3 separate regions of the Mus musculus genome follow, and all the other regions are linked to region 2. A link is a contact called in public promoter capture Hi-C data. All regions are on one chromosome and are shown on one strand. The core of a region is the stretch at or near the end of the contact, and the rest is flanking DNA. Distances in the headings are between cores, read along the strand shown. Region 1 has its middle 21 kb from the start of Gm29895. Region 2 holds the start of Prmt9 (protein arginine methyltransferase 9). Region 3 overlaps Gm29895 (a long non-coding RNA gene).

The links. Promoter capture Hi-C pulls out the DNA fragments that hold promoters and counts their contacts.
Region 1: a contact with region 2 is called in a promoter capture Hi-C map of frontonasal cranial neural crest, with 2.9 times the contacts expected there. The contact joins the enhancer-like site here to the promoter of Prmt9 in region 2. A contact is called at or near these places in 6 of 39 promoter capture datasets (the 3T3-L1 cell line, cranial neural crest, embryonic stem cells and 3 more), 2 of 115 datasets of contacts at active chromatin or transcription factors (astrocytes and craniofacial prominence) and 1 of 9 other capture datasets (embryonic stem cells).
Region 3: a contact with region 2 is called in a promoter capture Hi-C map of 3T3-L1-derived adipocytes, with 5 times the contacts expected there. The contact joins the enhancer-like site here to the promoter of Prmt9 in region 2. A contact is called at or near these places in 5 of 39 promoter capture datasets (the 3T3-L1 cell line, 3T3-L1-derived adipocytes, embryonic stem cells and 2 more), 1 of 484 Hi-C or Micro-C datasets (cortical neurons) and 1 of 115 datasets of contacts at active chromatin or transcription factors (craniofacial prominence).

What each region holds. Positions count from the first base shown.
Region 1 is chr8:78,021,657-78,026,320 of GRCm38.p6, reverse strand. No RefSeq gene overlaps it. Among named protein-coding and RNA genes, the nearest start is that of Gm29895, 21 kb to the left of the region's middle. Within about 2 kb of position 2,655, at least 33 of the 459 cell types and tissues checked have an H3K27ac peak or open chromatin away from gene starts, as enhancers often do.
Region 2 is chr8:77,547,102-77,551,514 of GRCm38.p6, reverse strand. Prmt9 (protein arginine methyltransferase 9) reads right to left here and starts at 2,118. Exons shown (of 12, transcript NM_001081240.3): 1 at 1,779-2,118. The coding sequence starts at 1,967.
Region 3 is chr8:78,055,169-78,059,522 of GRCm38.p6, reverse strand. It overlaps Gm29895 (a long non-coding RNA gene), which reads right to left. Exons shown (of 4, transcript XR_387791.3): 4 at 4,072-4,354. Among named protein-coding and RNA genes, the nearest start is that of Gm29895, 12 kb to the right of the region's middle. Within about 2 kb of position 1,997, at least 1 of the 459 cell types and tissues checked has an H3K27ac peak or open chromatin away from gene starts, as enhancers often do. A contact at or near this core is called in 3T3-L1-derived adipocytes, where this site is marked.

The DNA.
Region 1 (4,664 bases), core at 1,406-3,905, 470 kb before region 2:
TTTTCATAATCTAACCTAATATGCATTATTTTATTTTATGTTTTAGTTAATGCACAAAGTAACAGGTTTTTTCCTTGCAGTTTTTCATATTCTGTTTTTGCTGGCCCTCCTCTGTGTTGATTTCTCTTCCCTGTCCACTGAGTCATGCCTTTCAGACTCCAGAATCCCCTTTCCATTTTCACATAGCATATATTCCTTCATCTACTTTATTCCCTCCCTTGAAGCCTTCTCTTCCCTGCCTCTCTTGTCTCCCGACCACACTCAGCCCCACGTAAATGCATCTATATAAACGTGAGAAGCTTGGCTCTGGTGACCTTCTGCAAACAGCTGATGCCACTCCATGTGGATGAAGCTATGTACTTACACTTCCCAAGTCAGGGCATCTCCACAGTTCTGGGCTCATTCATAAACATTCAATCAATAAACTACTTAAGAGTAAGACATATAACCGAGTAATTTTGGACGTTGGGGAAAATCACTGCTACCCCATGAGGAATTGTGATATGGATTCAATAGTGGGGGAAATGGAACCAATATAATAAAAGCATGTAAGAGTTAAGCTGGATTATACCAAAAGGTAAAGGCAGCAAGAGTTTGTACAATGCTATAAATCAGATCTCACGCTGACAGAACACTCAGACTACCAGAACTCCGGGCATTTCACAGGAAAGTTTAGAATTATTGGAATCTGAGCAGTGCCTCTATTTTGAAAAGTGCAGCTCAAACTATTTTTATAGTAAAAACATAATGAAAAGGCATCCTTATTGAATCTTGTTGCTACTGTTAACTCACCCTCAGTGGGACTTGTTTCACATGAACTAGAGACCCACAACACTGCTGCTTTTTGGAGGGATAATTTTCTAGCAAATTTCTTTGGCTTTGTTTTGTTTTCTTGGTAGTTTTCAGACTAAAAATGAAGTAGCCATTGGTGTATCTTTCATTAAGACTCTCCTCTTAATACATTCCAACCAGCAAGGAATATGTATGGTAACATGCCCGAGCCTCTCTACCCACTGTTTATCCCCACTAAGAGCCCAGACAGTGGAAAACCATGGCAGTTATCACTGTGACCTCTCACTTTAATGAGCCCATGACTTAGAATGCTTTGATATCCTACGTCATGGGTTGGATTGAAAGAATCAATCTAATAAAAGCAACAAACTCTACTAGTAACAAATGAGGTGCCTCGGAACATATTGTCCTCTGGCAAGGCCTGGATAACAAACAAGGCCAGGGTGGCCAGGACGTCTGTTCAAGGTCAGCTGCGAAAGTACATGTACCCTCACTAACTCTTGTACAAATGCATGCACAGACACCCCAGTATACACACTCATGCACACAGACACCCAAGTACACACAGACACATGATCATACCCGCAAGCACATACAGATACATACATGTACATGCCGACATATGCACACACAGACACATGCGCATATGCATGTTTTAACACAGGTATGCATGCACATATGTGCTTGCACACACAGAGACACTGCCTGTCTTCAGTCTTTTTATTGTTCAGAGCCAAAGTGCTTGAATTTTTTGTAGGTGAATAGATTCTTAACTTTTCTAGCACATTTAACTGCTGACTTCTATTTCTTAATGTCTCCATTTTTTATCTGTCTAATTTTTTTCCCTATTGTTTTTGGATGTACATTAGGACATGTGTCCATGTCATAGACAAACTATGATAAGCATTGCATGATTCCGGTGTTCCCCAGTAACTGTCCCCTAGGATAGAATCTAGCAAAAGAGAGGACAGATGAGTGTAGAATTTCATGATCAAATACAGTTCCTGCTTCAGAGCTCCCAAAATGCACATCAAACCATCACAGACGTTGAAAAGCACTAGGGCAATGGAAGACGCTCTGAGAGGAACTCAGGAGCCTCTAAACAATCCTTCTTTCATTGATGTCCATTCCTCCAGATGTAGATCCCTTCTGAGGACCACACATGGACACTGTGTTTCCCATTTATCTGTAATTATTTTCAAAATGACCATCTTGCATTTTCTTATTTACAACTGATTCCAACATATGACAAACTTCAGAGAAACTTGTGGAATTCAAAGGAACACACAACTGTCACACGAAACACCAGCAGGCAGTCCTGAAGGATGAGACTAGCCTGAGCTGCTTACAAATTCCCTATTTCCTCTGGCTCGAAGATACTGTCCCTCATGCTTGCAGCCACTGAACCTTAATAGGCATTTCTGGGAGACCTAACTTCTCAGACTACGTGCCCAGGACATGTGCACCTAGATCAGTGTCTCCGGCTGTTCACCATGAGGGCAGTCAGTCACCATGCTTCTGTAAAGTCAAATTCTTTCTAATTCATGACAGATTGGGTTTGTCATGTATACTTCAGATCTCCCTCTCCTTTCATGGCAAGCCTGTTTTCCCTGTGGTTGTGGTTTGTTCTCTTAGCAGAGGTAGCTGATAAATCTTCAAGTTCCTAGGTTCTGGTTAACACTCCTTTCGAACGCCTCACCCTGTGCTGTGAGCCCAACTGAAGCCATTAAGCTGTGCTTGTTTTCCTTTCTTTCCTTCCTTCGCATTGCTAAGGGCTTTTACGATAGAATAGTTTAAGTGCCAGGGTCCGGTCAGCCCGAGAGCAGCTTTACAAAGTCTAGGCGTTTTGCCAGAAATCTAAACTTTGTTGAACTATGTTAAAAGGTTAAGCATTTCACAGAGTTTGGTCTCCTCCACCCTCACTGATCTCCCAGCCTCTGCCTTTTCCTTAAATGTCTTTAAAAAAAAAAACCATAAGTGCTGGAGAGAACACATTTGACCCTTACCCTGTAACCATGGTATGGGTAAAAGCCTAAACAAATGTTAATCACACTTCTCTCCCTCACCCAGAGAGAGAGAGAGAGAGAGAGAGAGAGAGAGAGAGAGAGAGAGAGAGAGAGAAAGCTGAGGACACAGACTATGTTTAGTCTGTTTTTAAATGAAATATTAGATGTTTTCCATAAAGTATCAGTTAAAAAGTCTCACTAATTACTTCTCATAACAATTTCTATATTAATGGAAAAGTCTTCCTATAACTGAATATTAATGAATGTGACATCCTCTGTGGTCCAGCAGGATTACAGAATACTGACTCCTGGCCCTTTCATTCTGAAACGTTTCCCATGGTGACTTCCTGCCACACTGGGGACGGTCAATCTTGGGTAGAATGCTTCTCAGCTTTCAAATCCCAGAGTCATCAAGGATATTAAAAAGGAGGAAAGTTTTCAAAACCATTGCTTCTCAGGCGTGGTGCTCAGAAGACCGTTGCTTTTGAAAGATGGCCATTGATGTCAGTAGGATTGTTCGGAAGCTCCCAAGTGCTCCTCAGAGCTCCCCCCACCACGCTGCTACTTTCCAAAGTCTGTGAGGATTTGATGTGCATCGTGGGCGCTCTGAAGAGGGAACAGGTTGTTCACTGGTTTCCAACGATATTTAATCATGAAATTCTACACTCATCTGTCTTCTCTTTGGTATACACATTCCAAGGGGCACTCGCAGGGGGACACAGGCCTTATCCAATGCTCATCACAGTCTGTCACAAAAGCAATACTCTTGCGAGTGTAGGGGCAGTGACCTCTTGACTGTCTTTCGTCTTCTGACTCCATTCTCTTCAAAACATTCAAACTAAACAAAAGCTTCTTATCCTGCTCTATATGCCCACTATTAAACCATCTCCTCCTTTCTTACCTAGTTCCTATCCTTTTCTTTCTTTCCTGGAAAGAACAAAAACCAGCGAGTTTAACTACATTTAGGAGCCACTGGGAGCATGTTTTCCCAACGTGCATACCCAGCAGCCTTTACCTGCCTCTAGCTGTGAAGCTGACTCCTGAAGGTAGCCTTCTCTAAGACTAAATCCCTTTCCCTTGACTCCTCAGCTTTTTTTTTTCTTAATCTTCTTTTGAGATTATCTCCATGACTATCTCTAGATGATATCTTTTCTGTTAACGCCCTGCTTCTGACTCTGTTTAGTGGTCATGAGCAAGGTCATATGTAATTTGCTGGTGTATGCAAGCACCTCTAGTATCCTTACCCATGAGGAATGAAGCATATATACACAAAGGGGCATGTAGGCAAGACCATAGCTGAGCACCAGGTAATTATTTCAGCTTCTAATGGGTTAGGCTTTAGAATATGATATTAGGTGCAACTGGGTACGGTCTAGCAGGGCTTGAACATCCTGAGAGATGTCTGGGGATTGTACCATGAGCCTTGAGAAACTAAACCTAGGAAAACACAGTTACTTACAAATGCACAGAGTAGTTGATTTTTCTTGTGGGGAAATCAATGTCACCAGGCACTTATTTGTATCTTTGTCATACTTGGGATTATCTCTTCAAAATGCTCCTTAAGAAGAAAATTTCTCATGCAGAAAATGCAAAATTTTTTACACAGTGATTTAAAGTAAAGCTCTGCTAGATTGTCATTAGTTTATAAGGTTTCAAATGCCATTAATAAACATGTTGCCCTCACGTCTTGGCAAACAGTCAATTCAGATAACTCATGCACATATATTGACAATTATACATGCTATCAAAAATCAGAGCCTCTCTGGAGAAGTGCCTAATGAATCTTTGGCTTCTAAACTAGGTTTCATCTGGAGCCAGGATTAACAAGGGAAATCATGACCAGAATGGAATGTGAGGTTGGAGCAC
Region 2 (4,413 bases), core at 869-3,368:
AAAGAATTGTGTTGGTCCACTATGATAAGTTATTTCTCTCCCAGTGAAATGTGCCAACTCAAACCAGGTTAGATTAATCAAATGTAGGTTTATTGGGAAGCTGCTCTCAGGTGGGCGAGTTCACTGGCCCCAAGGAAGGAGGCCAGGGAAGCTGCCATGGGGATGGTGGGAAGAGGAACGAAAGAAAGGGTTTAGGAGCAGAGAGAGAAGGAGGAGAAGGGGGAGGGGACCAAAATGTCTAGGTTATATAGGGAAGAGCCTCTGGGGAAGGGGCAGCCCAGCCTCTGGGCTGGAAAGTTCAGGGTTGGGGGCAGGATATGCCAGATAGAGACTGAGGGATGCTGGGAGAACCTGGAGGCCAGATCCACTTTGATATGTAAAATATGCACCTCAGTCCCTTGTCAGAAAACAGACACACTATTCTACTGCTGTCTACACAGAGGAACACACACTATTCTACTGCTGTCTATACAGAGGAACACACACTATTCTACTGCTGTCTACACAGAGGAACACACACTATTCTACTGCTGTCTACACAGAGGAACACACACTATTCTACTGCTGTCTTCTACACAGAGGAACACACACTATTCTACTGCTGTCTACACAGAGGAACACACACTATTCTACTGCTGTCTACACAGAGGAACACACACTATTCTACTGCTGTCTACACAGAGGAACACACACTATCTACAGCTGTCTGCACAGAGGAACACACACTATTCTACTGCTGTCTGCATAGAGGAACACACACTATTCTACTGCTGTCTACACAGAGGAACACACACTATTCTACTGCTGTCTGCATAGAGGAACACACACTATTCTACTGCTGTCTGCATAGAGGAACACACACTATTCTACTGCTGTCTACACAGAGGAACACACACTATTCTACTGCTGTCTACACAGAGGAACACACACTATTCTACTGCTGTCTGCATAGAGGAACACACACTATTCTACTACTGTCTACACAGAGGAACACACACTATTCTACTACTTTCTACACAGAGGAACAAACGACCCAACATACTAGCATATTTCCAAGTAAACCAACAGGTCCTGAAATTTCTTTGGACTACAAAAGCCTAATGCTACTGACATCTAGTGGGCAGAGGACAAACCGTGCTGTGAAACAGGAAGGAAGACACAGGACTGTCTGGTGCAAAATGTCACCAGTGTCAGGTTGAGAAACTCTGGACTAAACAAAGCAAGACTGTCCACAGCTTAAAACTGTATATGCAATTAAGTTACTTTTTGAAATTGAGATTCTAACATTAAAAAAAAAAAATACAGTAGTTCAACCGGTTAACTGATGCAAGTAAGACGAATCAACAAATATTAAAAGTTCCTTATGACTGAACACTTTATCCAACCTCAGGATACACAGCATTCTTTCTACACAAGATAATGCAACGCCTACAAGGCAGGGCTAATTTAAATTAGATACTGGAGGGGAAAAAGAACTACCCAGTCCTATCCCATTTAAAAGGCCTTTGGAATCTTAAGTGAGGCAGAAATTTTGAAACAGATGTGTGACAACTTTTGACTTTTGTTACTAAAACCTGGCTGTATTGAGATGGGCTGTAGGCTATAGTAATTCGATGCTTGGAGAGTCCGTCTCTGTCTCTGTATGTCTCGGTGTCTCTGTCTCTCCCTGTCTCTCGTCTCTGTTACACACACACACACACACACACACACACACCATACCCTGTTGTTCCTGCTCAGATCACAGGATTTGCTAGCCACTGAAAAAAATAAGGCCTCACCTTCACGTCGTCTTTTAGCTCTGGCGCCAGGCTGAGCACCAGAAGGTAATGGGCATAAGCAGTGCCGAAGTCCTGGTCACCTAGACAGTGCTCAGCACTCTGCAAGGACCGTGCCACCAGCCGGTCCCGGCCGGCCGCACCTGCGCCACCCCCGGCGCCCCGGCGGGGCCTGGGCCTCGAGTTCGGCATGGATAAGTCTCGCTCGGAAGCCCACGAAGGAGGATGGCCTCGTCCGGGAAAAGAGTCTCCACGGCGCGCTTCCCTGGGCCGGTCGCAGCAACTGGACGCACAGAGGCACTGGGTGCACACAGCAGGAAGCCCCGCCTTCCCAGCGGCGGACAGGGCTGCGCGCGCATCCTGCGGCGAAGCGCTGTGATGACGTCACACCAGGGAGCGCCCCGCGGCCCACTATGGTCTTGGAGTACTAGGCTGTAAAGTCATTTTCTGGAATGGGGTTTTTTGGCAGACTGCAACCAAAGGTTTCCACCCTCTCTCTGCCTCCTGGAGAGTGCGGCTGCGAATTCCAAACCCTGCTCTAGTCCTGCTTGTGCGAAGCTCCAGGCCTTCTGAATCTCATCGCACCAGACTCACTACTGCAAAACGAAATAAAAGCTCCTTAAATTAATCACTGTGTACTCTCCTAGTATTAAGTATTCTCACAAAACTCAGTGAGGTGGAACTTGGGATCACACTCTAAAAAAAAAAGGAAAAGGCCATCACGGAGAACTGCTTCAAGGTTGAACAGTGGGATGGGTACGGCCGAGTCTGAATTTCCTGATGACATGCACATTAACAAAGAAGACTGATGTCAAGTGTGGCCTCTAAGATATAAATCCAAACTTTTAAAGCAATGTATAGAAATTATAGCGAAAGCTATTTTTTGTTCCCATTTTGAAGAGATTAGCGGTGCATACAGTGGTTAACAATGTGAAATGGAGGATACACCATTTTGGATATTAAGCTAAAATTCTCCAGTTCTCCCAAGTCCATCCTTTATGTGTCTTTTTGCTTTCTCTAGTATCTTATTGTCTGATCCACTCTTGTAAGCAGATACCTATGTACCTAAGAAAGGTCTTCGAAGACAGGAACTAATCACAATTATTTGAATATGTACAGAACGACAATTTTAATATATCTTGCACTTGATGAAAAGTGTTTCTCCTGCTCTTTAATTTTGCCTATGTATTTTCCTAGCTATTCATATCGTCCTTGTTTGATGCTTTGTGTATTAAGCAATGTAGGATTTAACTATACAGTATTTAGTGAGATGGAAATACAGAGGCAGGCCTCTATACCTAATGGAACTGAGTAGAACATAAAGACTAATTGGCTTGTGGGAAGGGTTTTCTCGTTCCAGTCTAGCATCCCTCCCTTGAGACATTCAGACAGACCTAATAAAGCTCTCTTCCTGGCTTAATTCATAAGGGTGCTCTAACTATACAATGTAATAATCTAGAAAAGCATTTTACTTATATATACATAGTTAATGTAATTAATTGGCATTATCTAGAAACATTTAGAAATTATCTAAACCTTAAAAAATGTTATTACTCCCGTAAACATTTAACCAAAGATGTATAATGTTATTTGCATCCTGTATAATTTAGAGGTGATAGACTGAGGCTGGGTAGAGAGACACAGCCCAGTCCTTGACAGAGACTTTGGTTTGCAATGTTACAGAATCTAGACTCACCCAGAGTCCAACCTTTGGTCATAGCTGTGGGTGATTATCTTGATTGCTTTAATTGGGGTAGAAAAACTTACCTACTGTGGGTAAACACCTTTCCCTGGCTGCCATCCTGGACTGTATTAGTGGAGAAAGAAAACCCAGCAACAGTGTATACCCAGCACCCTCTGCTTCCTGACTGTGACAATGATTTGACCAGCGACTGCTGCTCTGGCTTCCCTACAATCTCTTTCTCCCTTAAATTGCTTTTGTCGGAGTCTTTTATCACAGCAACAGGAAAAGAAACTAAGAGAGAGAGAGTGGTGTTTGTTTGAACACTTGGTCCCGAACTGGTGGTGCTATTTGGGAAGATAGTAGAGTTTCCGGGGAGAAATTGGATCACTGGAGTCCAGCCTTGGGGTTTAGTAGGCTTATCCAACTCTCTTTCTTCTGCTTGGCAGTTCGATGAGATCAGCTATCTCTGGTTCTTGCAACCCCTGCCTTCTTACTATAAAGGATTGTGTTCCCTAAAACCGTACTCAGAAATAACCTCTGGTGATGGTTTGAATAGGCTTAGCCCAGGGATGGCACTATTAAGAGGTGTGGTTTCGTTGGAGTGGGTGTGGCCTTGTTGAAGAGTGTTATTGTGGGTGTGGGCTTTAAGATCCTCATCCTAGTTCCCTGGAAGTCAGTCTTCTCCTGTTTGCCCTGGGAACAAGATGTAGAACTTTTAGCTCTTCCTATACTATGCCTGCCTGGACTGAACCGCTGAACCTGTGAGCCAGCCCCAATTAAATTCTGTCCTTATAAGAGTTGCCTTGGTCATGGCATCTGTTCACAGCAGTGAAACCCTCACTAAGACAACCCCTCTTCCCATAAATTGCCTATTGTCCACAGCAACTAGATTAGTCATTCTATCACCATGTGAATTTCTGCTTCAGCTGAATTGCTTTATTTTGCAAACTATCT
Region 3 (4,354 bases), core at 748-3,247, 510 kb before region 2:
ATTTTCTGGAGTCCATCTTCTTGAGTTCTTTATATATATATATATATATATATATAGTATATTAGCCCCCTATCTGATTTAGGATAGGTAAAGATCCTTTCCCAATCTGTTGGTGGCCTTTTTGCCTTATTGAGAGTATCCTTTGCCTTACAGAAGCTTTGCAATTTTATGAGGTCCTATTTGTCAATTCTTGATCTTACAGCACAAACCATTGCTGTTCTGTTCAGGAAAATTTCCCCTGTGCCCATATCTTCCATGCTCATGGATTGGCAGGATCAATATGGTAAAAATGGCTATCTTGCCAAAAGCAATCTACAAATTCAATGCAATCCCCATCAAAATTCCAACTCAATTCTTCAATGAATTAGAAAGGGCAATTTGCAAATTCATGTGGAATAATGCAAAAACTCTTCTCAACAATAAAAGAACCTCTGGTGGAATCACCATGCCTGACCTAAAGCTGTACTACAGAGCAATTGTGATAAAAACTGCATGGTACTGGTACAGTGACAAACAGGTATATTCAAAAATGGAATAGAACTGAAGACCCAGAAATGAACCCACACACCTATGGTCACTTGATCTTTGACAAGGGAGCTAAAACCATCTAGTGGAAAAAAGACAGCATTTTCAACAAATGGTGCTGGCAAAATGAGCAGTTATCACGTAGAAGAATGCAAATTGATCCATTCTTATCTCCTTGTACTAAGGTCAAGTGTAAGTGAATCAAGGAACTCCACATAAAACCAGAGACACTGATACTTATAGAGGAGAAAGTGGGGAAAAGCCTTGAAGATATGGGCACAGGAGATTTTTCAAGTAGCCTGAAGCTGCAGGAAAAGGAAATCGGTAGCTGCTCCAGGCTATGAGCACCTCGAATACAGGTTGAAAGCATGCCTTGCGGATAACCAGGGGGAAGGGTGGGACTCAATGCAGGACTCAGCAGATGTTGGATTGTACTGCAAACTCCACACTAGTAAAATCTTACCATCAAGAACACTGGGTGATCCCATGGCCCAGACCAAAACCCAGACACCAGCCCCTCTAGTTCTCAACCTGTGGGTCGCCATCAGATATCCTGCATGTTAAGTATGTACATTACAATTCAAATCAGAAGCAAAATTATAATTATGTCATATCAACAAAATAATTTTATGGTTGGGGGTTCACCACAGCACGAGGAATTGTATTAACAGGAGTGCATCATTAGGAAGGTTGAGAACCAAAGCTCTACAGGGAGAGGAGGAACTTTGAGAATTCCCAAAACAGTCCAGGGAAGTAAAGCCACTTCGTGCTGTGCGGATGAAGATGTAAGCTTGTGTTAAAGTCCTATCGCGTAAGCTTTATTCCTCTCTTTTCAGAATTCTGAAGCAGAAAGAAAAGCATAAGTTCTTTGGGCTTTTGGAAGGTTATAAAGCTGTACACGTTTGCACGGACGCTTTCTGAGGATCCATCACCCGCAGGCATTTTCTGGATGCTGTAGAGATGGGGAAGATAAATGACAGCCAATGAGCCACTATGCAGATTAAGATACGTTCTTGTGTGCAGACAGCCAGTATTCAGGATGGGGAGCACACGAAGTTTTGAAGAAGGGCCACAAGGGTGTGGATCCAGGAGAAGGTGACTACACAAAGCCCCAGGGGACAGGGCAACCATGGTACAATGCCAAGATTCTCTTCATTTGCATATGGAGATGCTTACCCTCCAGATTCTACAAGCAAGCCTTGGGATAGAACCTCTAGGCAGAAGTTCCCAGTAGAGCCCTTTCTGTCCTCTGATCATGGGAGCCAAGTCAAGCTCACTGGTTAGAGTCATGAAAGTTATCCATAAGGAGCTAGCTGCTCTGCATTCCTCAGGGGAGCACAGGCTGTTCCCCTCAAGAACACCTTAGCCCACCAGTTAGCTCACATGACTTTGGGGTGTATCTCCTCATCAGTCAGATCCTTCCCAAGGTTGTTTGAGTATGACATAAACCTACTTCACTTGAGTTGGATAAATTCCCAGAAAAGCATAAGCTCGGAGTTACTCCAGTCTCTTGGCAAATTACCCACAAGTCCTTTCACTGCAGGCAGCAAAATCGTTTCCGGTTACCTTAAGCAGAGGGGAATTAAGTGGTTAGGGGAACTAGGCTCCTCTAGGGCAGGCAGAACGACAAGGTGCTCCTAGTCCAGAAGAATCTCAATTTTCAGTTCCCCTATTGAAAGTAAGTAAAAATGAAGGCAGATGTGGCGAGCGCCTTTTGTCCCTGCACTCAGGAGGCCTAGGCAGCTAGATATTAGTGAGTTCAAGACCAGCCTGGTGTACATAGTAAGTTCTAGGCTAATCAAAGATAACATACCAAGACAGAAAAATAAATAAATAAGAAAGGAAGATTTCTACAGCAAACTTGGGTCAAGTAAGTGCTGACTCTTGACAACAGTTGCATCTAGACTGGGTAAGAGGTAATTTCTGGAAAGAAAACTCCATATGAGATGCCAAGCTGGGCCACTGCTCACAGAAGCTTCTGGAGATCTTTCTAAGTGAAGGTATCTGGAGATTCATACAACACATAGCTTGGAAAGCACTGGTGCACACTCTCCCCGTGCAAGCCCTTTCCTCTACTCCCTCCCATGGTCCACTCCCTCCCCATAGACCACTCCCTCCCCATGAACCACTCCCTCCCCATAGACCACTCCCTCCCCATAGACCACTCCCTCCCCATGGACCACTCCCTCCCCACAGACTCTCCCACTCCCTCCCATCTACTCCCTCCCCACGGACTGTCTCCCACTCCCCTCTCCTCATATACCAGTGATTCTTGCCCACTACTACCAACAAGCAACACATGTACACTATTACTTCAAAAGGTCTACAAATTGATTCATGTAAGAAAGAAAATAAGTTCTATCTTGTGGTTATAAAATAGTTTTTCTTATTCTAAAACTTATGTACAGGGCTCAGAAGTTAAAGGTGCTTGCAACCAAGTCTGATGACATGTGTTCAATCCCATGATGCCAGCTATCTACACACACACACACACACACACACACACACACACACACACACACGCACGCACACACGCACGCATGGGGATGGGTCACACTGGCACCCACCCAATTTGTACATGCACAAATTAAGTAATTAATATAATAATTAATAAATAAAATTTGTATAACGAAAAATTTGAAAGTGGCAGAAAATTACAAAGAAAATTAATAAAATCCAACATAACTAAGGGGTAGGAAGATGGCTCAGTGGTTAAGAGTGCTCAGTGCTCTTCCTGAGGACCTGTGTTAGATTCCCAGGACCCCTGTCTGAAGGCCCATACCTACCTTTAACAGTCCAAAAGGGTCACATGCCTCTGGCCCCAGTAGACACTGGCATATTCCCACCCACAAACTCACTCACATACACATAATTTAAGATAACAAATACTTAAAAATCAGCTAATAATTATATCGCCAGGAGCCCCAAGCTATTGCCTTCTGAGGAAAAAAGACAAAAAGAAAAAACAAACAACAGGCCTCGATTCTCCTTGTACCTGAGACCTTTGCCACTTTCTGGCCTTAAGTTCCCACCCCAACCCAAATTCCTCTATTTCTGGTGCCTCTAGATCCTCCCAAGACCCAAGAAAGATCTATTTATAATTGTGGGAGCTCAGCTGAGTCCAGCGGGACACACAAACTCCTGTGGTGGGAAAAGTCTGTCAGATGCGTGGGTGCTGAACAGCTAAGGGTTAACTGGTGAGCTGAGGTGGGGGCCGGGCAGCATCCCAGAGGGCCACCACCATTAGGAGGAGGCTACCCTTGTTTCCTTCACAGTTCACTGCTCTGGCCTGTGACCCAACCAAAGCTTAGCACATGTGTGAGAGCACATGTGTGGACTGTGGGAGTAGGCTTCATGACCATAGGGATATTTTTATTTTCTGTACATTTTCTACCTCTTAATTATTTATATTCTCTCTCATGACAAATGGGAATGTACACATTGCAAGGCACTTTCATCAAAAGTTATTTTTATAAAACTGGCTTCAAGGGTGACTTTTAAAAATTTTTCCCCACATAAATATCAAATAAACAAATATAAATTTGGTAGTGTCAGCAAGAGAAATCTAGTTTAATACAAGTTTCAACTTGCTGGATGTTAGACTGGAGAACTGACGTCCTGTTTTCCTGGAAGGATCCCGCGTTGTCTTCTCACTGGAAACCACTGGAAGCCTTGATGGAGATTTTGTTTGTTTAAATCAGGCTTTTGCTTCTTATCTCAGGCTGTCCTGGAACTCAGTATTTAGCCATGGAGCACCTGCCTCAGCCTCTGGGTACTTGGACTACAGACACTGGTGTCACATCCACCTATGAGCTGCATTGGTTAACAA